Linked DNA regions of Mus musculus: region 2 is linked to region 1. A link is a contact called in public Hi-C data. All regions are on one chromosome and are shown on one strand. The core of a region is the stretch at or near the end of the contact, and the rest is flanking DNA. Distances in the headings are between cores, read along the strand shown. Region 1 holds the start of Mpped2 (metallophosphoesterase domain containing 2). Region 2 overlaps Mpped2 (metallophosphoesterase domain containing 2).

Region 1 (5,022 bases), core at 472-2,971:
TTTCCTCAGTTTCTCCTACTCAAAAAATGATACAAATTCCCACCAACTTTGTAAAGAACCACACACTTGATTTTTAATCACATTAAATATCCTTTAAAATGTGCCTGTAAAACAGAGCACATTGTTATTTATAGTCAGTGTGCCCATATTTAGATCTCAAACCATATTAAATTAGTATGACTGTTTCAAGTAACGATTCAGTGTGTGTGTGTGTGGGGGGGGGGGGTTAGTGCACAGTGATATTAGACTGATCAAATCAGTCTAATTAGTCTTAAAATTCAAACTGTTTACAAAAGAGGAGTGTATTGCTAACTCTTCTGGGAGACAAAATCTAATAACTTAAAAGAACAAGTTTCTAGTCAGTGTTCATGGTTGGGCTGAAAACCAAAAGACAGCAAAATATGAAACTGCCCCTTCACCTCATCTTTGGCATCCTTTAATGTCAGTGTCACTTGCTGTGATTTGTGCTTGGCCAGAGAAGGCACTGTCCTTTCCCCTCAGCCCATCAGGCAAGCACTGACACTCTGGGCACACTATACAATGAAAGTACATCAGTAAGCCCATTTCCCCTTCATTTCTGCATCCTGAGCAGAAGAGATGGACTACTTAAAATTCAAGTGTCAGGAAAGTCCATTGTAAAAGGGAAATATTTTCAAGCGAATTCCGTTTGATCTTTTTTTTTTTTTTCTTTAAATAAGGGGCTCCTTCTGCCTCTCTCCCTTCCTTTCCAGACCTTGGAAACCAATTAGTCTCAGCACAGAGGCTACAGGCCAGGTTGAAACGGCTCCTTTTTAATTTTAGGGGATATAATTTCAGCCAGGACGTCTAGTCAGTTGTCATGTAGTATACAAAGCACAGGTTTCACTCTCGTGCACATACATTGGTGTTCCCTTCGGAGAATGCAGATTTTCTTTTCTTTTCTTCTTTCTTCTTCTTCTTCTTTTTTTTTTTTTTTTTTTTTTTTTTTTTTTGAATCTGACTCCTAGAAAGGAATTAGATCTGGTCGCCGTCCAAATCCTTCGGCTCTGACAGTGGCATAACATCACAGGGCCACCTCATCTTTCAGACAGCCGTGCCAACCAAGTTTTCTAAAAAGCCGTCTGTCCCACCATTTCAGCGGCTTTTCCTATCCTTACCCCGCCCTCCTTTTGCATACAAATCCTAGTGTTCCGCTCCCCTTCCCCGCCAGGTTTCCAAAGTAGCAGAGAAAATTGGAGTAACTTCGATTTATTTATTTATTTATTTATTTGAAGAGCGTGTCTTTGGGAAAGGGAGAATGTGATTCAAAGGGGCGCGGGGGTGTGGGTGCGGAAACAATTAAAGCCTTTGCCTGACTTCACCTTCTTATCCTGAACCTGTCTTAATTCTTGAAGGTGAAAAAACACCAGCTGGGTTGGCCTTTTCTTTCTCAGGAACAACATTACAGAGCCAAAGTGGGGTGTGTGTGCCTCTGGCTCTATGAGAGGGTTTAGGAGAGGGAAGCCTTGATACCCCATAGGAAAGTCTCAGTTCAGCAGTGTGGAGGGACCCTGGGGTCGCCCCTCTTGTGAGATCTTAGTGCCCCAGTCGCTCCTCCTGCCCCTGCAGCGAGTTCTGCGCTTTGGAGCTGTGCCAGGACCTCTGACAGAGCCTGGCAGGTTCATGAGTGGGGGGCGGGGGCTTGGTGTTCTCTTTGCAGAAGACGACCATCTGGGGGGCTCCCTTATTTTCCTGGCGCTCAGTGGCCCGCCCCCATCTCCCCGACCCCTATCATTTTAACGCTGATCACACACGATGGTGAACTTGCAGCTCAGCTTCCTGCCGCCTGCTTGACCCAGGGAGCACCAGCAGCCTGCGGGCCTCGCCCTCCGCTCTCCCTCCTCTCCTGGAAACCCCGCGGCCTCGGGGCGTGGGTGGGGGGTTCGAGTGGGCCGGAACTACGGCAGGGGCGTGCAGGGCGCGGGGTCCCAGCGGGGAGCTCACAGCAAGCGGCGCCTGGGCGGCCCTGCTTCCTGGAGCTGTGCTCCTTTGACCCCAGTGGCAGTCCCTGTCACTGCACCGCTCGCGCTCCCTTCGCTCGCCGCGCCCTCGCTGCCTCTCCTCGCCCCCTCGCTCCTTCTCTTCCCAGATCGAGGCTGCTCCGGTCCTCTCCACCTCCCCACGCAGCGACCCCGCGTCCCGCTCGCACCGCGCCCCTGTGCTGCCCTCCCAGGCCCTGGATCGGCGGCGGGGACCTCCGGGGTCGAAGGTTCTGGCCCGCCCGCGCCCCTCGCCCCTGCCGCCCCCAGCGCTGCTCCAAGCCGGCTCGGGTTGCTTGGCGATGGCTCGCCCGCACACCGGGCGCTGAAGGCATCCCGGGGACCCGGAGCGCAGCCCGGGAAAGGTAATCCGCCCGGGGAAGGGAGGCGGAGGGCGGGGGAGGGGGGAGGAGGCGGCCGGTGCCGGGCGCGAGAGGAAGGGGAAAAAAAAATGCACACACAAAGCGGAGCCCGGGTGAGAGGTGCCTTGTCAGAGGCGCGTGCGAGGGCGCGGGGGCTGCGGAGCGCGGCGGCCCCGCCGACCCTGAGGTTGGCCGACTGAACACTCGAGGACCCGGGGAGAGCAGATTTGTCTCCCCCGAAGCCCCCAACAAGCGAGAGCGAATTTCTTTACGTAGCTGTCCTTCTTCCCACTCCCCATCTCGCCCCCTGTTCTCCCTTCCCCCCAGCCCTCGGCCACGGACCTCTCGGGGTCCCCACCTCCCTGCCCCCTCCTCCGCCGGGTTTCTCAGGAAGGTGGTGGCGGCAGGGGGAGGGGGTTGTCCGCGAAAGCCTGCGGCAAAGCCCCGGGGCAAGGGATGGGGGTGGGGCCCGGGAGTCCGAGATCTGTTTACTAGAAAGTCCCAGGGTCGTGCGCCGCAGCTGCCCCGGCCTAGGCCCGGGTGCATTGTGTTGGCCCGAGCCCTGTGCGCCCGCGGCGGCCCGGGGCCAGGTGCAGTGGCCGGACGGCTCGGTGCAGCTTTGTGCTCCGGCCGCCCGCGCGCGCAGCGCTCCAGCGCGGAGCTCTCCGCCAGCCCCCGCGCCCGGACCTTACTCTCCGGTCTCGGCGATTGCTGCCTGCCGAGCGAGAGGGCTGGGAGGCGGGGTACGGCAGCGTGGAAAAGTAACCGTAGCCGCCCAGTTTCTTTTCTACCTAAGCAGTAGTTGTGTGGATCTCCCCCTTTACCCCCCAACCCTATTTACATTTACATGTGGCAAGATTCTCTTTTAAAATCTTTTGAATTTCGGGCTTTTGCGGCCTAGGAGGTGAAGGGAGCATTTTTTTTTTTTTAACCTAGAGGTTCGAGAGGGCATTGAAATCCCCCAGCAAGAAAAGAGCACGGAAAGATAAGCAGTGGGGTTGATTTATAGCGCACCCCACAACACACCCGGAATTAAGAGTGAATGCGGGTCATGAAAAATGTGTAATTGATTTGTGATGGTAAAGACACTAACAGGTCAGGCTGGGAAAAACACACAACTTTAACTGGAAGGGAAAGACTTCCAAAGAGGGGGCAAGGCGGTGGCCTCCACATTCTCCTCCAGCCCGATGGCTGGCTGGATCTCTTCCCTTCCCAACTGTTCCCGGGAGGAGCCTGGCAGCTCCGGGACTCAGAGCAAAGAGGCAGCTGCTTAGGGTACGGACTCGGGCTCTGGTCTGTATGCTCGGAGATGCCAGTGCGCTTCGGAGGCTTCCGTCCCAGACCTGGGGTTAAGATGCCCCACCGAGGATGGCAGCGACGTCAGAGCCCGTTTTCTACGGCGGTCTTCAGTCGGTGTCCCGCTGGGAGAGAGGAAGGTGGGGGAAAATGCTTAACCGACCCTGGGGGAGAAAGTCTACTGTCCTTCGTGCTGCCTCCACCGCCGGCAGTGGCGGTGCCCAGCGGGTACTCAGCGTCTACGGAAAGAGGAGGGAGTTGTGGCCAGGACCAGGCAACGGGAGCTGTTGACAGAGCAGGGCATGTGTGTGTGTGTGTGTGTGTGTGTGTGTGCGCGCGCGCGCGCGCGTGTATGTGTGTAGTAGCTGCAGCCCCCCACCTCATCTGCCCACCCTAGATTTAAAACAAACAAACCAATCCAAAGTAGAGAATTCTGCGTCCCCCCTCGCCCCACCATATATAGACCCCACGCTTTGTCAGAGGCTCAGGAGAAAAGTCGTGCCCTCCCTCTCCGAAAGAATGTGCCAGCTGGGTGTCAGCAGTGCTGGAGACAAGTTCAGGTGTAAGTGTGAAGGGAAGGGAGGGAGCTTAGTGGACAGAGGCACGTGGAACTTTTTTAGCATTTCCAGAAAAATAAAGAAGCGGTGCAGCCACGGTTTGGACAGCGTGTGGGCATCGCTCCCGCATGCGGAGATGAGTAACTGGAAATGGGCATAAAAGAGTAGGGGCGTGAGTTAAGGTTCTCGATCCGCGAGACAGAGGGAGGAGAGAATGAATTTTGGCGGGGTTGGATCAGGAGCGAACTCCAAAGTCCCTCCACCCAGTAAGTGAGGTGGCTATCTTCCTAACTCAAATGAGCACCATTATTTAAACAAGGAAAGCGAAATCCAGGGCTCATTTCTTCTGGGTTTGGCGTAGGCAGCACGCGAGTACAGAGGTCAGAAATGGTTGCTTTGAAAGTTGAGGTAAATCGGACTTCTGGTGTCTAGGAGGTGGAGACAGTTATTTAAGCCTTCAGTGTTTAATCCCCTCCTTGCCAGCAGACTTTAAGAGGTTTTCCAAGTGGGTTCCTGGAAAAGAAAATTTCAGCTTAAGGGACAGAGTGACTGCTGTCTAGGAAATGCTCAATGTGCTCACGTGGGTTTTCTTTCTTTCTTTCTTCTTCTTTTTTTTTTTTTTTTTTAACAGAAACTCTAACACCAGCATGAATGCTTGGCAGTGACAGTCCTGTTTAGATTTTTCTTTAGGCATTTTGGCATCTTGTACTGGGTGCCTTTGTTTGTGGATAAAATGCATTGAAGTATAAAATTAAAAGAAGAAGGCTTCTCCCTTTAACTGTTGTGAGAAGATGTAGTTGGGAGGGGGTG
Region 2 (5,394 bases), core at 2,327-4,826, 54 kb after region 1:
CTTAGATAAGAGAGAATCTTTGCCCAAGGTATCTGATCGTCCTCTCTAACCTAAGGTGTAACCTAGACTACAAATAATTCCTGGTGGTAAAGATGATCTTGACAAAGCTCTTCTTGTATGCATCTTTAAAACAATCAATGTTATGTGGCAGTCCTTTGCCTTCACAAAACGTAATCAGTAAACCTCATAGCAAAAATCTGAAGACATAGGTGTTGACTGAGTATGGAAAGGAAACTGAATGTGGGTGCTGTCTCTGAAGCTCAGCTGGCTGAGCATGCGCAGGCTGCTCTCTGTAAATTAGCTCTTTGCTTAAGCTATGCATGTTTAAGAAGGAATTAATGAGATATCCGCTTCCTAATGAGTGGCGGGATCTGTGGAAACATGATGAGAGAGAAAGGGCATAATTTTGCTTCCTAAGTTGGGGCCCAATATCCCAGCACTTCAGTATTAATCACTATCAGTTTCTTAGGCTTTTTTGGACTCTTGCCTTTTCATTTTCCTACAGGTAAGTAACACAGTTTGAATTGTTCTAGTGGAACTGTAGATGAAGGATGCTCTCTTCTTCATATCCCCGAGGTGTCCCTTTCTGCCTTGGGCTCTTCTGTCCTTGCGTTAGACTGTTTGGGTGTGTGCATGATGACAGTCGATGTGTCTGTATGATGACTATTACGAGGGTTCTGACATGTTTAACTGTTACGGGATCTGTTATGTCTACTTTAGGGTCGACCCCATCCCATATGACACTCCAAAACCAGCGGGCCACACGCGGTTTGTCTGCATCTCAGACACACACTCCAGAACAGATGGTATCCAGATGCCTTATGGGGACATCCTTCTCCACACAGGCGATTTCACCGAGCTGGGACTGCCCTCAGAGGTTAAGAAGTTTAATGACTGGTTAGGTAAGGAATGATTGCGTTCTAGCGGCCCCAATTAACCTTTCCCGGTCTGAGTGTCACTCACTGCGTCCTAATTGAATTAGAGCACTTGGAAGCCGGCTCAGCCATTTCTTGTATGATATGCTGTGGTGTCTAGCTGTAATCCAATTTTGTTAATTAAAGATGAATTTTTAGATATTTAATTTTACTGTGCATCCTTTCAGTGCCTGGCCTCAGCGGCTCTGGGGCAAAGAGCTCGGAAGCTTTGAAACCAATCTCATCTCCCTCCTCCTGCTTTAATGAGGACATTCATTGGCGCACACAAGGCCTAGAATCATATTTTTAATTCGTTGGCTCTAGTCTTTCCAAGGTGTCATTAGTAAAGATGTACAAAAGACCCAGAGGTAAGAGAACGCTTCCAAGTAGCAGAGAGGGCGTGAAAGTCCCTCTAAGAAGCTCAGCTCCTGCTTAGCTCTGTATTCCCTAGATGCAGCTTTCCCGAGGGTCCTGCACAAGGCCTAGGACTCTCCAGACATCAGCTATTCTGACATGAAACCCATCAGATTTTCCTGAACAAGGAAGTGGGGAGGAAGAAGGGGGTGTGGTGGACAGACATGACTACCCAGTCAATGGTCCTGTAATTCAGCAAAACACTGGGTCCTGGGAGGGCAGCTGCCAGATATTATCATTGCAAGGCCAGCCTGGAGTTACACACACCTGTTTGGGCCTGATTGTTAGGGCTGAGGTGCAGCTCAGCGGCAGAGTACAGGCCTACCACCCATTCATCTGCAAGCTGCTAAGGTCAGTCCCAGCACCATAAAGGAAATAAAAACTATAAATAAAATAAGAAAGAAAAAATGGTAAGGCATTTCTGAAGACACTAAAGAGTAATATAGAATAATATAGTAAAGGAAAACATGATTCTAGAAAAATGAAGTCATGAGTATTATGGGAGCCAATGAAAATTACTCAGAAGATTTAGGCAGAAACTTTAAGTTTTGTTTTATTTTATTTCATTTTTTAAAAAAATCAAGCTAAAGCAGGTTATGGGAAAGTTTTAAATTGCTGATTAGAGATGATAGAAGATGCATGTTTATTGACAATAATGTTCATTAAAATGTTTAATATACGTTAAAAATAAACAATAAGCTTTACTATGACCAATTTTGCTTTTTCATGTGTTCATGCATGCCTGTCAACTTGTACATAATTGTCATTAGAGTACAAATCGCCATCATTCTTAGCTACTTTTATTTGATTATTATCGGTAAGACTAAACACTTTGGTATAATTTCTATATTTATCCCTGTTAGTGATAACATAACATGTTGGCTGTACTTTTATGTGGTAAGACATTTCTTTAAAAACAAGCATTTAAATAGATAGCAGTATGTCCTTTGGCAGCAAGAACTGAAATGTGTATTTTCTGATGTTTGTGCTCTTTTGTTTCCGCTGACTTGTTTCTCGGGGTATGAGTTAAAGTCTCAAGCTGGAGCTATACCGCTCTCTTGTTTCTGCTGCTTCCTGGCAACACCGTGCCTTCCAGTGGCAGCCAGGATTCAGTAGTGGTGAATGATGCACCAGCTTCTCGTGATCTTGGCACTGATGCCGGAGCTTTTAAATCTTCTGCCCTTTCAGTAGGTGCTCAGTCTTATTTAAAGCAGACAGATATTTTAGAAGTCATTTAGCAAAGTTGTCTCATTTTTATAGATGACAGAGATGCAAAGAAGTTAAGAGACATTTTTAGTCTCCTTGTGGCATAGTTGGATGTAATCAATTTTTTTTCACTTTTTTTTTCTGCCTTGGCAAACTTCTCTTTCAAGTATTATCTCTTCATTTTAATCACTCTTAACTGTCAAAGGTAATTGTGGTATGCGTGCGTGTGTGTGTGTGTGTGTGTGTGTGTGTGTGTGTGAATGCAGTGTCCAAGAAGTCCAGAGGTGTCAAATTCACTGAAAGGGGAATTACAGACTTTTAGTCCCTGTTTTAGTCACTTTTTATCAATGACTTCTTTGCAGCTATAATTATTTGGGAGTAAGAACTGAGTCTGCTTAGGCATTAAGGAGGTGTGTGGAGCACGTTTTGTTTTGTTTTGTTTTGTTTTGTTTTGTTTTGTTTTCTCTAGGAAGGGCAGAGCTTCAGGGAGGCGTTCTCAGGAACACAGACAGGTTAGATCCTGGGTCTAATCTCGTGGAGCTACTGACCTTGGGTGTATGAGTTCACCTCTTTTCCCCTTGGTTTCCCTCTGCCGAACTAAGGATTAATACTACCTGTCTTTCTGGATTGCTGTGCAGATTAATCAGTAAATGATTGCTGGTAGTGAGTTTTGTGGGCCATTAATAATGGAATGGGGAATGTGGTGAGTGAACCATCAACAGATATTTAAAGGGTGAAAACAAGAAGAGGTCAGAGGAATTATTTAGTAGATTAGAAATAAACACTTGGAGATTTTATAAGGGAAAGCACGCCATAAATGAAAATGTGCCGTAACTAAGGAAATAAAATGATAAGGAAATAAAAAGCTAAAGCCCAGCTGTACATCGGGTCCCTTTCCCTCTCGTCCTCCTAGCCCCCACCCCATCTAGTGAGGCAGAAGGGGGAAGTCTCAGTAAGGGGTGTAGAACTAGAGACCAATGGGAACCCATGGGAAATGGGTAGAGAAGCTGGGTTCCCATAGAGAAGGCTGAGAATAGCTCATGGTTACCAGGGCAACTCAGGGTGCTCAGAGGGTGAGAGATGGTGTGTGATTACTGTACCACTTGGCACTGTTAGGAATCTCTCTCCTGGAAAGGGTGCTTCCAGCCCTTTCTGCCAGGTATGAGTCAGGGTCAGACTAGGGCCTCTGCCACAGTAGGGCATTCCACTCTCGGCAGCTTGGGTCATACAAGTCTTGTCACCTCTGACTGATCTTTGTCTTTCCTCTCTGCTGTCCTCTTCTTTGCAAACACCATTGCTTCTTCTCATGCTCTATTTCTCCAAATTGGGTTAATCTAGTTCAGAGACATTTTACAGATAGCTTTCTTCAAGGTCATTTAGTAAATAAGAAAATTCAAGGAGCTAGTGAGATGACTTAGTAGGTGAGGCCACCTTGCCACCAAGTGTGGTGACCTTAGTTCTATTTCTAGGTCCCACATGGTAGAGGGAGAGAGCTGACATCCACAAGTTGTCACACGATTTCCACACATGCATGCTGGCATACGCATGTATGTATATACACAACCAATCAATCAATCAATCAATCAATAAGGTTCCAGAGGAGCTAACTGGTTTACCCAAGTCTACTTATTGGGTAAATGAGGGGCTGTGTGACTATAACGTGATGAGCTATGAGCATGGGAGAACTTCAGCAGCAGGTTCACTTGGAAGTTGAGGAGCTGTTTGGTCAGGTGCTAAGACTGCACATATTTGAAAGATGGTTTACAGCCCACTCATCTTCACTCTCCCCCGACCCACGAGCTACAAGGCTTGAGGATCTCTAATGAGCTCACTGTTGACTTGGAGGTGGCAGGCCCTCATTAGTATGTCCATATGCCACAGGGCAGGTGTAATGCAGAAAGTTATTAATATGGGATAATTGATGAGACTGGCTACCATAGTCCACAAGATCAAGCTGAAGCTAGTAATAGTCCAAGGATAGAAAAGTGGGATAGCATGTTGACATTATAAAGCAGTGGAAGACACCTGCTTTTATATTTACTGGGGTTTTTTTGTTTTTTTAATATATAAACTGTTTGACCTTTCGACTGACTCTTGGGGCCCCTTTTTGGTGAGATGGGCAAGAGCAAGAATATTACCTCATGGTTGTTGTGAGGTGTCCTAGTTCTGGCTACTATTGCTTTGATGAAACCATGGCCAAAAGCAAGCTGGGGAGAGGAAGGTTTAGGTGGCTTTTACCTCCATATCGCTGTTCATTACTGAAGGAAGGCAGGACAGGCATTCAAACAGATCTGAAGGCAGGAGCTGATGCACAGACCATGAAGTGGTGCTGTTTACTGGTATATTCAGCCTGCTTTCTTATAGAACTGAGGACCACCAGTCCAGGGATAGCACTGTCTACAATAGAGTAGGCTCTCCACCATCAATCACTAATTAAGAAAATGCTCTCCAACAATATCTTGCTGAGGCATTTTCTCAAGTGAGGGTTCCTTTAGTTTGTATGTCAAGTTAACATAACTAGCCAGCACAGGAGAGAATCCTGTGTGATCCAGCTTATTCCATCCTGGTGTGTGACAGTGTGATAGTCCGTTCTCACTTGTCTGCAATCTAGAGTCACCTGGGAGCCATGCCTCTGGCCATGCCTCTGTGGGTTATCTTGATTGCCTTAATTGATGAGGGACAGAGAAAAGGAATAGAAAACAGTGGGCATCAATTGCTTGTATTCTGCTTCCTGAATAGCTGGATCCATGGGACTAACCGCTTAGGACTCCTGCCTTCCTCACTTCCCCTCTGTGATGGACTGTATTTCTCTTTGGTAAGACAGAAGAAACTCCCCTCCCTTAGGTTGCCTTTGCCAGAG

The links. A called contact is a pair of places that touch in the nucleus more often than the background predicts.
Region 2: a Hi-C map of cortical neurons shows a contact between it and region 1, with 2.9 times the contacts expected there. The contact joins the enhancer-like site here to the promoter of Mpped2 in region 1. A contact is called at or near these places in 2 of 39 promoter capture datasets (cranial neural crest and hippocampal neurons), 4 of 484 Hi-C or Micro-C datasets (cerebral cortex, cortical neurons and olfactory sensory neurons), 4 of 115 datasets of contacts at active chromatin or transcription factors (cardiomyocytes and embryonic stem cells) and 2 of 9 other capture datasets (adipose tissue and pancreatic islet).

Annotation. Positions count from the first base shown.
Region 1 is chr2:106,691,460-106,696,481 of GRCm38.p6, forward strand. It overlaps Mpped2 (metallophosphoesterase domain containing 2), which reads left to right and starts at 1,722. Exons shown (of 7, transcript NM_001143683.2): 1 at 1,722-2,362.
Region 2 is chr2:106,743,980-106,749,373 of GRCm38.p6, forward strand. It overlaps Mpped2 (metallophosphoesterase domain containing 2), which reads left to right. Exons shown (of 7, transcript NM_001143683.2): 3 at 721-902. Among named protein-coding and RNA genes, the nearest start is that of Gm29885, 7.0 kb to the left of the region's middle. Within about 2 kb of position 3,577, at least 20 of the 459 cell types and tissues checked have an H3K27ac peak or open chromatin away from gene starts, as enhancers often do. A contact at or near this core is called in cortical neurons, hippocampal neurons and olfactory sensory neurons, where this site is marked.